2 separate regions of the Macaca mulatta genome follow, and region 1 is linked to region 2. A link is a contact called in public Hi-C data. All regions are on one chromosome and are shown on one strand. The core of a region is the stretch at or near the end of the contact, and the rest is flanking DNA. Distances in the headings are between cores, read along the strand shown. Region 1 holds the start of SURF6 (surfeit 6). Region 2 holds the start of SLC2A6 (solute carrier family 2 member 6).

Evidence for each region. A called contact is a pair of places that touch in the nucleus more often than the background predicts.
Region 1: a contact with region 2 is called in a Hi-C map of CD4 T cells, with 3 times the contacts expected there. The contact joins the promoter of SURF6 here to the promoter of SLC2A6 in region 2. A contact is called at or near these places in 3 of 14 Hi-C or Micro-C datasets (CD4 T cells, fetal cortex germinal zone and liver).

The regions. Positions count from the first base shown.
Region 1 is chr15:9,187,427-9,192,613 of T2T-MMU8v2.0, reverse strand. SURF6 (surfeit 6) reads right to left here and starts at 1,714. Exons shown (of 5, transcript NM_001194177.2): 1 at 1,543-1,714. The coding sequence starts at 1,636. It overlaps LOC144334990 (a long non-coding RNA gene), which reads right to left. Exons shown (of 3, transcript XR_013405335.1): 2 at 3,163-3,900; 3 at 2,547-2,686. It overlaps LOC144334989 (a long non-coding RNA gene), which reads left to right and starts at 3,944. Exons shown (of 2, transcript XR_013405334.1): 1 at 3,944-4,014.
Region 2 is chr15:9,040,315-9,045,410 of T2T-MMU8v2.0, reverse strand. It overlaps SLC2A6 (solute carrier family 2 member 6), which reads right to left and starts at 2,240. Exons shown (of 11, transcript XR_013405324.1): 1 at 2,109-2,240; 2 at 1,396-1,558; 3 at 204-410.

The sequences.
Region 1 (5,187 bases), core at 465-2,964, 150 kb before region 2:
TAAGGCAGGAGAATAGCTTGAACCTGGGATGTGGAGGTTGCAGTGAACTGAGATCACTCCACTGCACTCCAGCCTGGGCAACAGAAAAGGACTCCGTCCCAAAAAAAAAAAAAGAAAGAAAGAGTTGCCTTGCCAATCTCATGGCCCATTCAATAGGCAGGAAAGGCTCACCAAGGCTTTGATCCTAGGAGGATGCAGAAAGAGGATCAGGATTGGGAGGCAGAGACACACTGATCCTAGAGCTCAGAACCATAACCTTGACCAAGTAGTTCTGCTTGTGAGCATCCATCATGCACAAAGACCAGGCTTCAAGGACGTTCATCATATTATTTGAGTGAAAAATTAGAAAAACCTGAATATCCACCTCTACTAACAATTTCTGACCCTGCTTCACAATAAGCTACCATGTTGCCATCAAACACAATGACAAGGGCTTTCATTTTAGCTGCTGGGGGTAAGGTTTACTTTTTTTTTTTTTTTTTTTTTTTGAGACAGAGTCTCGCTGTGTTGCCCAGGCTGGAGTGCAATGGCATGATCTCTCCTCACTGCAAACTCCACCTCCCGGGTTCAAGCGATTCTCTTGCCTCAGCCTCCTGAGTAGCTGGGATTACAGGCGTCCACCACTGTGCCCGGCTAATTTTTGTATTTTTAGTAGAGACGGGGTTTCACCATGTTGGCCAGGATGGTCTCGATCTCCTGACCTTGTGATCCGCCTGCCTCGGCCTCCCAAAGTTCTGGGATTACAGGCGTGAGGCCCCATGCCAGGACAATGTTTACTTTTTAAATGGGAGAAATCAGTATGTAAAGTAGGAGCTGAATTGTTTTAATAAATGGAAACAAAAAAAAAACTTGAAAAAGGATGAGAAAGACAGACGGAAGACATACTGAGTAATGAGAAAAGTCACAAGATTTTGGATTTGCTATCACCGATATACCGTCCTTGAATAAAAAGGAAACCCTGTTTAACCTCTGGTGGGTCCAGAGACGCTGCTGCTCTCCTCTCCTCCTGGGCCCAGACAGCACTGACAAGTCCCCGCTGTCGGCTTCCCCGCCCGATTGTCTACTTCCCTTGTGCAGCCTGGTCACCAGGCCATGAGAACCCTAAGGGCAGGAGCCCTCTGCCATCCTCCTCCTCCCCACACCGCACCATGTCCGTAATGAAGGGACTGAAAGGGTCTTTTCCCACTGACTGACCGTTACTCCTGTCTCTACTAAACCCCCTCTCTACTAAAAATACAAAAATTAGCTGGGCGTGGTGACGCGCGCCTGTAATCCCGGCTACTCTGGAGGCTGAGACAGGAGAATCTCTTGAATCCGGGAGGCGGAGCTTGCAGTGAGGCGAGATCTCATCACTGCACTCCAGCCTGGGGGACAGAGCGAGACTCTGTCTCCAAAAAAAAAAAAAAAAAGCAAGGGAAACGGCGGTAATTTCACAAGTCACTTAGATTTTTTTTTCCAGTACTTTACGGACTCGTCTACACCGGCTCCGGCCGCCTCCCCGTTTCGCAGGCCCCTCAGTCCCAGCCCGGCCATGTGCGTTACCCCGCGTGCGCGCCTGCTGCTCCGGGCCCGAATGGGAGCAGATCTTCTTGGCCAGGCTCTGCAGGTAGGCGTCCTTGGCAAGTAGAGAGGCCATGGCGGAGACCCGAGCCGTTCACAACTCACACCTTCCCGGCTGCGCGTGCGACTCTCACCACGTCCGCCGGAAACCACCACACGGGCAGGCGCCGCCAGACGAGCGCCGAGCCGCCAGCCCGAGCGCTCGATTAGTCAGGCCTGACTCCGCCGGAAGCGGCGCGCGGGGCGGAGAGCACAGTATTGTGGGCCGAGGGCAGCCAATCTCCGCCGGGAGTGGGTGCAGCCGGGGACCCCGAGGCCGGGCCTCAGCGCCTCCATCACCCGGGTCCCGCACGTGTCCCTGCGCTCCCCTCACCCCTACACCCGGCGCAGCAGGCCCTCCTGAGTAGGGGCGAAATGAGTGAATGACCAGCAGTACATTCATTCAGTCCTTTGGAGTGGGGGGCCTCCGGTCTCAGGCGGACGCAGACTGAGCGCCTGGCACGTGGCAGGCCCTAGGTTCAGTCCTAGGGGACACAAGCAGTGTGTCACACACACAGATGTGCTCTTGGCTAGTGTCTGCCGTAGAGGTGGCTGATAAACCTGGCAAGCGTGTGACTGTCAGGTGAGGGCAGCGCCAAAGAAAGCCCCAGGGGAAAAGGGAGAAGTGTTGGGCGGGAGGGAGCCGGCGTGTTCAAGGAAGAGCCCCTGCGCAGTGACTTTTGCTCTGAAAAATAGACTTACACACTACGATCTTCCCTCCGCCCCGGGAAAGGAGTCTCGCTCTATTGCCCAGGCTGGAGTGAAGTGGCGAGATCTAGGCTCACTGCAACCTCCGCCTCCCGGGTTCACGCCATTCTCCTGCCTCCGCCTCCCGAGTAGCAGGCGCCCGCCACCACGCCCGGGTAATTTTTTGTATTTTTTAGTAGAGACGGAGTTTTACCGTGTTAGTCAGGATGGTCTCGATCTCCTGACCTCGTGATCCGCCCGCCTCGGCATCCCAAAGTGCTGGGATTACAGGCGTGAGCCACCGCGCCCGGCCTAATTTTTGTATTTTTAGTAGAGACGGGGTTTCACCATATTGGCCAGGCTGGTCTGGAACTCCTGACCTCAGGTGATCCACCCACCTCTGCCTCCCATAGTGCTGGGATTGCAGGCATGAGCCACTGTGCCCGGCCCACACTACGATATTTAACACAAGATGTGGCCTTTATAATAACTCACTAGGGGCAGGAGAAAGGAGAGGTCATGGTCTGAGGCTTGGGACCACCACACCCCAGTTCCTGCACTGGAAAATTACAGGCTCGTTAAGGACCCAGAGCCCCTTCCAGGGCCACCCTGTTGGTCGAGAAGGGAGAACTTGAGTCTTAAATTACAATTTGAAAACGTGGCTGCTAATATATATATATTAGAAACAGTAAGAACTGTTGTATTTGAAACAGAACTAAACTTTCTTCCCCTAACTTCTGCCATGAGGTGATTTAAAAAAATTTTTTTGGCCGGGCACAGTGGCTCACGCCTGTAATCCCAGCACTTTGGGAGGCCAAGGTGGGAGGATCACTTGAGCCCTAGAGTTGGAAACCAGCCTGGGCAACATAGTGAAACCCTGCCTCCACACACACAAAAAATTAAATTAGCCCAGCATGGTGGCCGGCCCCTGTAATCCCACTACTCAGGAGACTGAGAAGAGAGGATCACTTGAACCCGGGAGGCAGAGGTTGCAGTGAGCCAAGATCACGCCACTGCATTCTAGCCTGGAGTGCCAGGTTGTCTCAAGAAACATATACTTTTTTCATTTTTAAAAAAGGCAGTCAAATTTAGCAGTGTGGGGGTTGAATGCCAACTACAGTGATACTAAGGTTAATTAGTTCTGACATCCCACTGCCATTCAGACCAAGCTAGAGGTGATGTTGCATGGGGGATGGGTGTGACGCTGCTGCTGACTCCCCTGAACTGCTGGGTATCTTAACACCATCACCTACTGAGTTCAGAATGGGCATCTGACCCCCCCAAGCCCCATCTCTTCCTCTAACTGCCAACCCTTCTTTCAGTTAAAGCAGCTCCATCCTTCCAGGTGCTTGGGCCAGACCTTGAAACCACTGACTCCTTTCTTATTCCCCACATCCAGTGCTTTAGCAAATCCTGTCAACTGTGCCTTCACAGCACCTTCAGAATCCGACTGGACTCACTCCCATCTCACCACCACTCTGGTCCTGTTTTATTTTTTTGAAACGGGGAGTCTCACTCTTTCTCCCAGGCTGGAGTGCAATGGTATGATCTTGGCTCACTGCAATCTCCACCTCCTGGGTTCAAGTGATTCTCCTGCCTCAGTCTCATAAGTAGCTGGGACTACAGGCGCGTGCCACCATGCCTGGCTAATTTCTTTTTCTTTCTTTCTTTTTTTTTTTTTTTTTTTTTTTTGTTTGAGGTAGTTTTGCTCTTGTTGCCCAGGCTGGAGTGCAGTGGCCCAATCTCGGCTCACTGCAACCTCCGCCTCCTGGGTTCAAGCGAGTCTCCTGCCTCTGCCTCCCGAGCAGCTGAGATTACAGGCATGCGCCACCACGGCTGGCTAATTTTTGTATTTTCAGTAGAGACGGGGTTTCTCCATGTTGGTCAGGCTGGTCTCGAAATCCCGACCTCAAGTGATCTGCCTGCCCCGGCCTCCCAAAGTGCTGAGATTACAGGCGTGAGCCACCACGCCCAGCTAATTTCTATATATTTTTTTTAGTAGAGAAGGGGTTTTGGCATGTTGCCCAGACTAGTCTCAAAACTCCTGACCTTAAGTGATCTGTCCATTTTGGCTTCCCAAAGTTTTGGGATTACAGGCATGAGCCACCATGCCTGACCTGGTCCTGTTCTACATTTTAAGACTCCAAAATAACAACCACATGCAACACACAATAAAAACAGGCATAAAAGCTTTTCAGCTGGAACCGCCATCTTCCAGTAACTGGCCAAAATGACAAACACAAAGGGAAAGAGGAGAGGTACCTGATACGTGTTCTCTAAGCCATTTAGAAAACATGCAGTTGTTCCTTTGGCCACGTGTATGTGAATCAATAAGAAGGGTGATATTGTAGACATTAAGGGAATGGGAACTGTTCAAAAAGGAATGGCCCCCAAGTGTTACCATGGCTCAACTGAAAGAGTCTACAATGTTCCCCAGCATGCTGCTGGCATTGTTGTAAACAAATAAGTTAAGGGCAAGATTCTTGCCAAGAGAATAAATATGTGTAACGAGCACATGAAGGACTCTAAGAGCCGAGATGGCTTCCTGAAACGCGTGAAGGAAAGTGATCATTAAAAGAAGGAAGCCAAAGAGAAAGGTACCCGGATTCAACTGAAGCGCCAGCCTGCTCCACCCAGAGAAGCGTCCTTTGTGAGAACCAATGGGAAGGAGCCTGAGCTGCTGGAAACTCTTCCCTATGAATTCATGGCATCATAGGTGTTAAAAAAAAAAAAAAGAAAAGAAAAAAGACCTCTGGAATAGGAAAAAAAAAAAAAAAAAAAAAGGCATTAAAAAAACTATTTGGGCCGGGCGCAGTGGCTCAAGCCTGTAATCCCAGCACTTTGGGAGGCCGAGATGGGCGGATCACAAGGTCAGGAGATCGAGACCATCCTGGCTAACAC
Region 2 (5,096 bases), core at 991-3,490:
GTCCAGAGTGGGGGCAGCCGGGGACCTGGAGACAATTTCCCCCAAATTAGCTGCCCTGCTGGGGGTGAGCTGAGGGCATCTGCAGGGAAGGCAAACAATTCTCATTGCCCAGAAGGCATGGAGGCCGGGAGGCCTTAGTCAGATGGAGGCTCAGCACCAATACAGAGGCACTGGGGCCCCTGGGTGGGAAGGCCTGGCCTTACCGGGATGCAGGCGGCTGTGAGCCCCCCGGCGAAGCCCGTCAGCGTCCTTCCGAGCAGCAGCATCCAGAGGCCGTGCGCACCCGCCATGAGCGCATAGCCGGCCGCCGACGGCACAGCTGAGAACATGATGCTCAGCTTCCGGCCCAGGAGGTCGTTGAGGATCATGGCACTCAGGCCTCCGGCTGCTGCTCCCAAGGTGAACACGGACTGCAGGGGAAGGGGGTGCAGGGCAGATATGTCTGGGCACTGCGCACCCCACTCTCATCAGAGTCCAGGGACAGCTTCTTCTCTAGGCCGACCCCAGGAGCTGGTCAAGCACTTGACCAAGTCAAGCACTTGAAGCAGGGAGCCTCCTGTCTTCAAGGGACAGCCATTTGTTAGGGATGCTCAAACAGGGAGTTCTGCTCTAAGGAAGAGGCACTGCCACATGTACACAGTGGTTCTGTCCAGCCTGATGTTTAAATGTCTAATATTTTAATACAGGAGAATTCTGTGACTTGAAGGCCCTGGGCTTTAAGATTTGGAGGTTCTTAAGTTCCCTGTACAGCAGCAACTGGGACCCCCTCTGGACTCTGCTAACTGGTAGTGGGACCTGGGCACATTGCCCAGCCTGTCTGAGCCTCAGTTTCTTGGGCTGTCTTACAGGGAGAGTTCTACCTCGTGGGGTTGGCCCTGGGAGTCAATGAACGTTCAGTGCCCAACACGTGCCTGGCACATAGGAAGTGCTCAGTAAATCTTATCTTAACTACTATGTTGTAACTACATCTGAGGCTATTAAGATTGTAATTCTAGACTCTGGGACTTTGGGATCTTCCTCTCCATCAGCCCACAATCTATCCTGCAGACCCTCCTTGCCCCAGCCAGTGCCTCTCCCCACTGACACCTGATACCCTTGCCCCCATCCAGCCAACTGTGGGTGTGGGGACCTGGGGAAGCCTCAACCCTACCTAGTGTAGACCCTGACAGCCACCTCCCCACCTGCTCCTTCCTTCACCCTCTCCACTGGCTTTCAGTTCCTCATTTCAGAGGAATCCTGTAGCTTTACCCCACCCACCAGTGGCCTAGATGGCTGGGGGCGGGGGGAGCCCTGGAGGGGCTCCCAAGGTGGAGAATTTGGGAGGTCCCTAGCTGGGGACAAGGCTCAGCAGGTCCCTGCTCCCTGCACCCACCCTCCTCCGAGGATGGTCCTTACCCCGAACCAGGATGCCTGGGATTTGGTCAGATGCAGGTCGGGATCCAAGGAGTGCTCCAGGGCTGGGATGACAGGGGATGTGTAGACCAGAGCATACCCAAAGCTGAAATTGCCGAGCACTGCGGCGAAGGTGGCCAGGAACACCCTTTTGTTCTGCAGGGCCCTGGTGATGGTGGCGGACAAAAGGACCAGGGTCTCTGAGTCCCTCCTCCAGGAACCATTGCCTTTTCTGAACCCAGTGGCTGCCCAGCTCAGCGGGCAGTGCTGGGGAGGCCTGGGTCCAAGGCCATTCAGGTTCCCAGGGCCTGAGCCCCAGCTCCCCTGGGAAATTCCCAGGCCATTGTTAGCTCATCGCCGTGGCTGAGCCTCTGGTACTGGGGCCTTTTCTCCGGAAGAGGAGGCTCTGGTTCTGCCCCCAGGTCTGCGGCTGGAGGCTTGCTGTGTGACCTCAGGCAGACCCCTTGCTCGTTGGGGCCTCAGTCTTCCTGTCTGTGGCAGTAGGGGGCTGGGCCCGGTACTCCCGTGGATCGTTCCTTCCCTTAGAGGCACCGGTTCCTTAAATAGGAGTAGCTTGTCCGGGACAGGAGGGAGCCAGATGGCCCCTCGGTGGCGACTAGGTCAGGGGAGGCCCAGGGTGGGAGCGCGCCGCCGGCGGCAGGGAACCAGAGCCACCCCCAGGCCCCACCCCCAGTCCCCAACCCAGCGACTCTCACCCGACCCGCGCCCTGTCCCCTGGCGACGGGGGCGGCTTCTCGGGGAAGGTGTCGTAGTCCGGGCCCTCGGCTCCCAGCAGCGGCTCCTGCATGGCCGGGTCTCTCTCCGGGCGAGCGGAGGGCGCTCAGACTGGAGCAGCCGCACCGGGCCCGCAGCTCCACCGGCCAGGCCCCGCCCCTCAGTCGCGATTGGCTGCGGGATGGCCCTGCAGAGCCGCGCCGGCCAATGAGGCGGCCGCACGCTGTCCTGATGCTCGGATGCGGACCCGGCTTCCCAGGGCGCGGCCCGCACCGCGTGCGCACCCAAAGGTCCCGCCCCCGAGACAGGATGGGGGTCCCAGGGCGGAGCCCCTGCCAGATAGTCCGGGGTCCTCGCGGAGCGCCGGGAGCTGCTCACCCGGCCCGGGTCTTGCAGGCGTGACTGCGGCAATGCGCGCAGGCCCCGTCGTACCCGCTCCCGCGGGGTGGAAACCGAGGCCCAGAGAGGTGAAGCCGCTCGCCAGGTCACAGCGAATGCGCACCTCGCTCCGCCTTATGCTCTAGCTCTCCCTGTTGCGTGGCGTCTCAGGGCCACCTCTGCCCTGGCTCTCCCTGGCACCAGGGAATCGCGGTGTGTCAGGGCAGCAGCGGATGTGCGGGACGAAGGAGGCAGGAGGGGCCGGGCGGGGCGCTGTGGGCAGCTGCAGTGGGCGAGGTCTGTATCCTCCACCCCAGGCTCTGATGGTAGAAATAACCTGAACTCGTGACACGTCACCCAGGTAGTAAGATAACATTGAAAAATAAGAAAAGCAGAAATGGAAAATTCCCGGGAAGCCCGTCCTCAAAAAATCCCACAGCAGTTCCACCTCTCTCTTTGGGCCTTTTCGGGAAGAGGACGAAATCACGCCCTGCTCTGCTGGATGGACGTGCCACACACGCTTTTAAACGGATCCTTTGTTGCTGAGTATTTGGGTCATTTCCCATGTTTAGCTATTAACGTAGTAAAGCATTTTTAAAAGTTAGAATTCCCCTTATTATGATTGAAATAAAAACATAATAGAACAATAAAGAGAATCACATCCATCTCCCGTCAGCCTGATCTTGAAGGCATTTTAGCCTCTTTTCTTCCAGTCTTTTCTCCATGTGCCTATTTTGCGTATTTGGGCCCTCATTAAATCCTGTAGCCCCTTTACATCATCGTTTTCTTGCCGTCAAGATCATAGGCTTTGGACTCAGGCACACCCGGTATAGTGATCAGGCTGCACAGTCCTCATGGCCATATATACACATATATGTATTTTTACATGCACGCATATATGCATGTATTTTTACACGCATGCACACACGCACGCATTTTTACACGGATGCACACACGCATGTGTTTTCACACGCATGCACACACGCGTTTCACACGCATGCATACATGTTTGTTTTACATACATGCCTACATGTATGTGTTTAAATACATGCATATATGTATGTGTTTTACATGTATGCATATATATGTATGTGTTTTTACATATAAGCATATATGTATGCATTTTTACATATAAACATATCTATGTATTTTTTTTGAGACGGAGTCTCGGTCTGTTGCCCAGGCTGGAGTGCAGTGGTGCAATCTCAGCTTACTGCAACCTCCGCCTCCTGGGTTCAAGTGATCATCCTGCCTCAGCCTCCCAAGTAGCTGGGATTACAGGCATGTGCCACCACGCTTAGCTAATTTTTGTATTTTTAGTGGAGACGGGGTTTCACCATGTTGGCCAGGTTGGTCTCAAGCTACAGACCTCGTGATCCTCCTGCTTCAGCCTCAGAAAGTTCTGGGATTACAGGCGTGAGCCACTGCAGTTGGCCTTCTCTTTTTTTTTAATGTATTTTTTTCTTTTAAACTCAACTTTAGGCCAGGCACAGTGGTGTGTGCCTGTCCCAGCATTTAGGAGGCCAAGGTAGGAGGACTGCTTGAGGCCAGGAGTCTGATACCAGCCTGGGCAACAAAGTGAGACCCTGTCTCTACAAAAAACTAACACAAATTATCCAGGTGTGATGGCGAGTGCCTGTGGTCCCAGCTACTCGGAAGGCAGAGGTGGGAAGATTGCTTCAGCCCAGGAGTTTGAGACTGCAGTGAGCTGTGATCACACCAAAGCAGTCCAGTCTGTTTTGTGCTGGAGTGAGAGAGAGAGCCTTCTTGAAAAAATAGCCGGGCGCGGTGGCTCACGTCTGTAATCCCAGCACTTTGGGAGGCCGAGGCGGGCGGATCACAAGGTCAGGAGATCGAGACCACAGTGAAACCCCGTCTCTACTAAAAATACAAAAAATTAGCCGGGCGCGGTGGCGGGCGCCTGTAGTCCCAGCTACTCAGGAGGCTGAGGCAGGAGAATGGCGGGAACCCGGGAGGCGGAGCTTGCAGTGAGCTGAGATCGCGCCACTGCACTCCAGCCTGGGCAACAGCGTGAGACTCCGTCTCAAAAAAAAAAAAAAAAAAGAAAAAAGAAAATACAAGAAAAGTCAACTTTGTTAAAGCTACAATTTATATACAGTAAAATGAATCCATTTTAAGTATAGGTTGATGAGTTTTGACAATTGTATAACCCCGAACACCCCCAATCAAGATATAAAACATTTCCACTGTTTCTTTCTTTTATCTTTTTTTGAGATGGAGGCTCACTCTGTTGCCCAGGCTGGAGTGCAGTGCTGCGATCTTGGCTCACTGCAACCTCTGACTACCGGGTTCAAGCGATTCCCCTGCCTCAGTCTCCTGAGTAGTTGGGATTACAGGCGCCCACCACCACACCTGGCTAATTTTTGCATTTTTAGTAGAGACAGGGTTTCACTGTGTTGGCCAGGCTGGTAGCTGGGATTATAGGCACCCACCACCACACCTGGCTAATTTTTGCATTTTTAGTGGAGACAGGGTTTCACCGTGTTGGCCAGGCTGGTCTCAAACTTCCAACCTCAGGTGATCCGCCCGCCTTGGCTTCCCAAAGTGCTGGGATTACAGGTGTGAGTCAC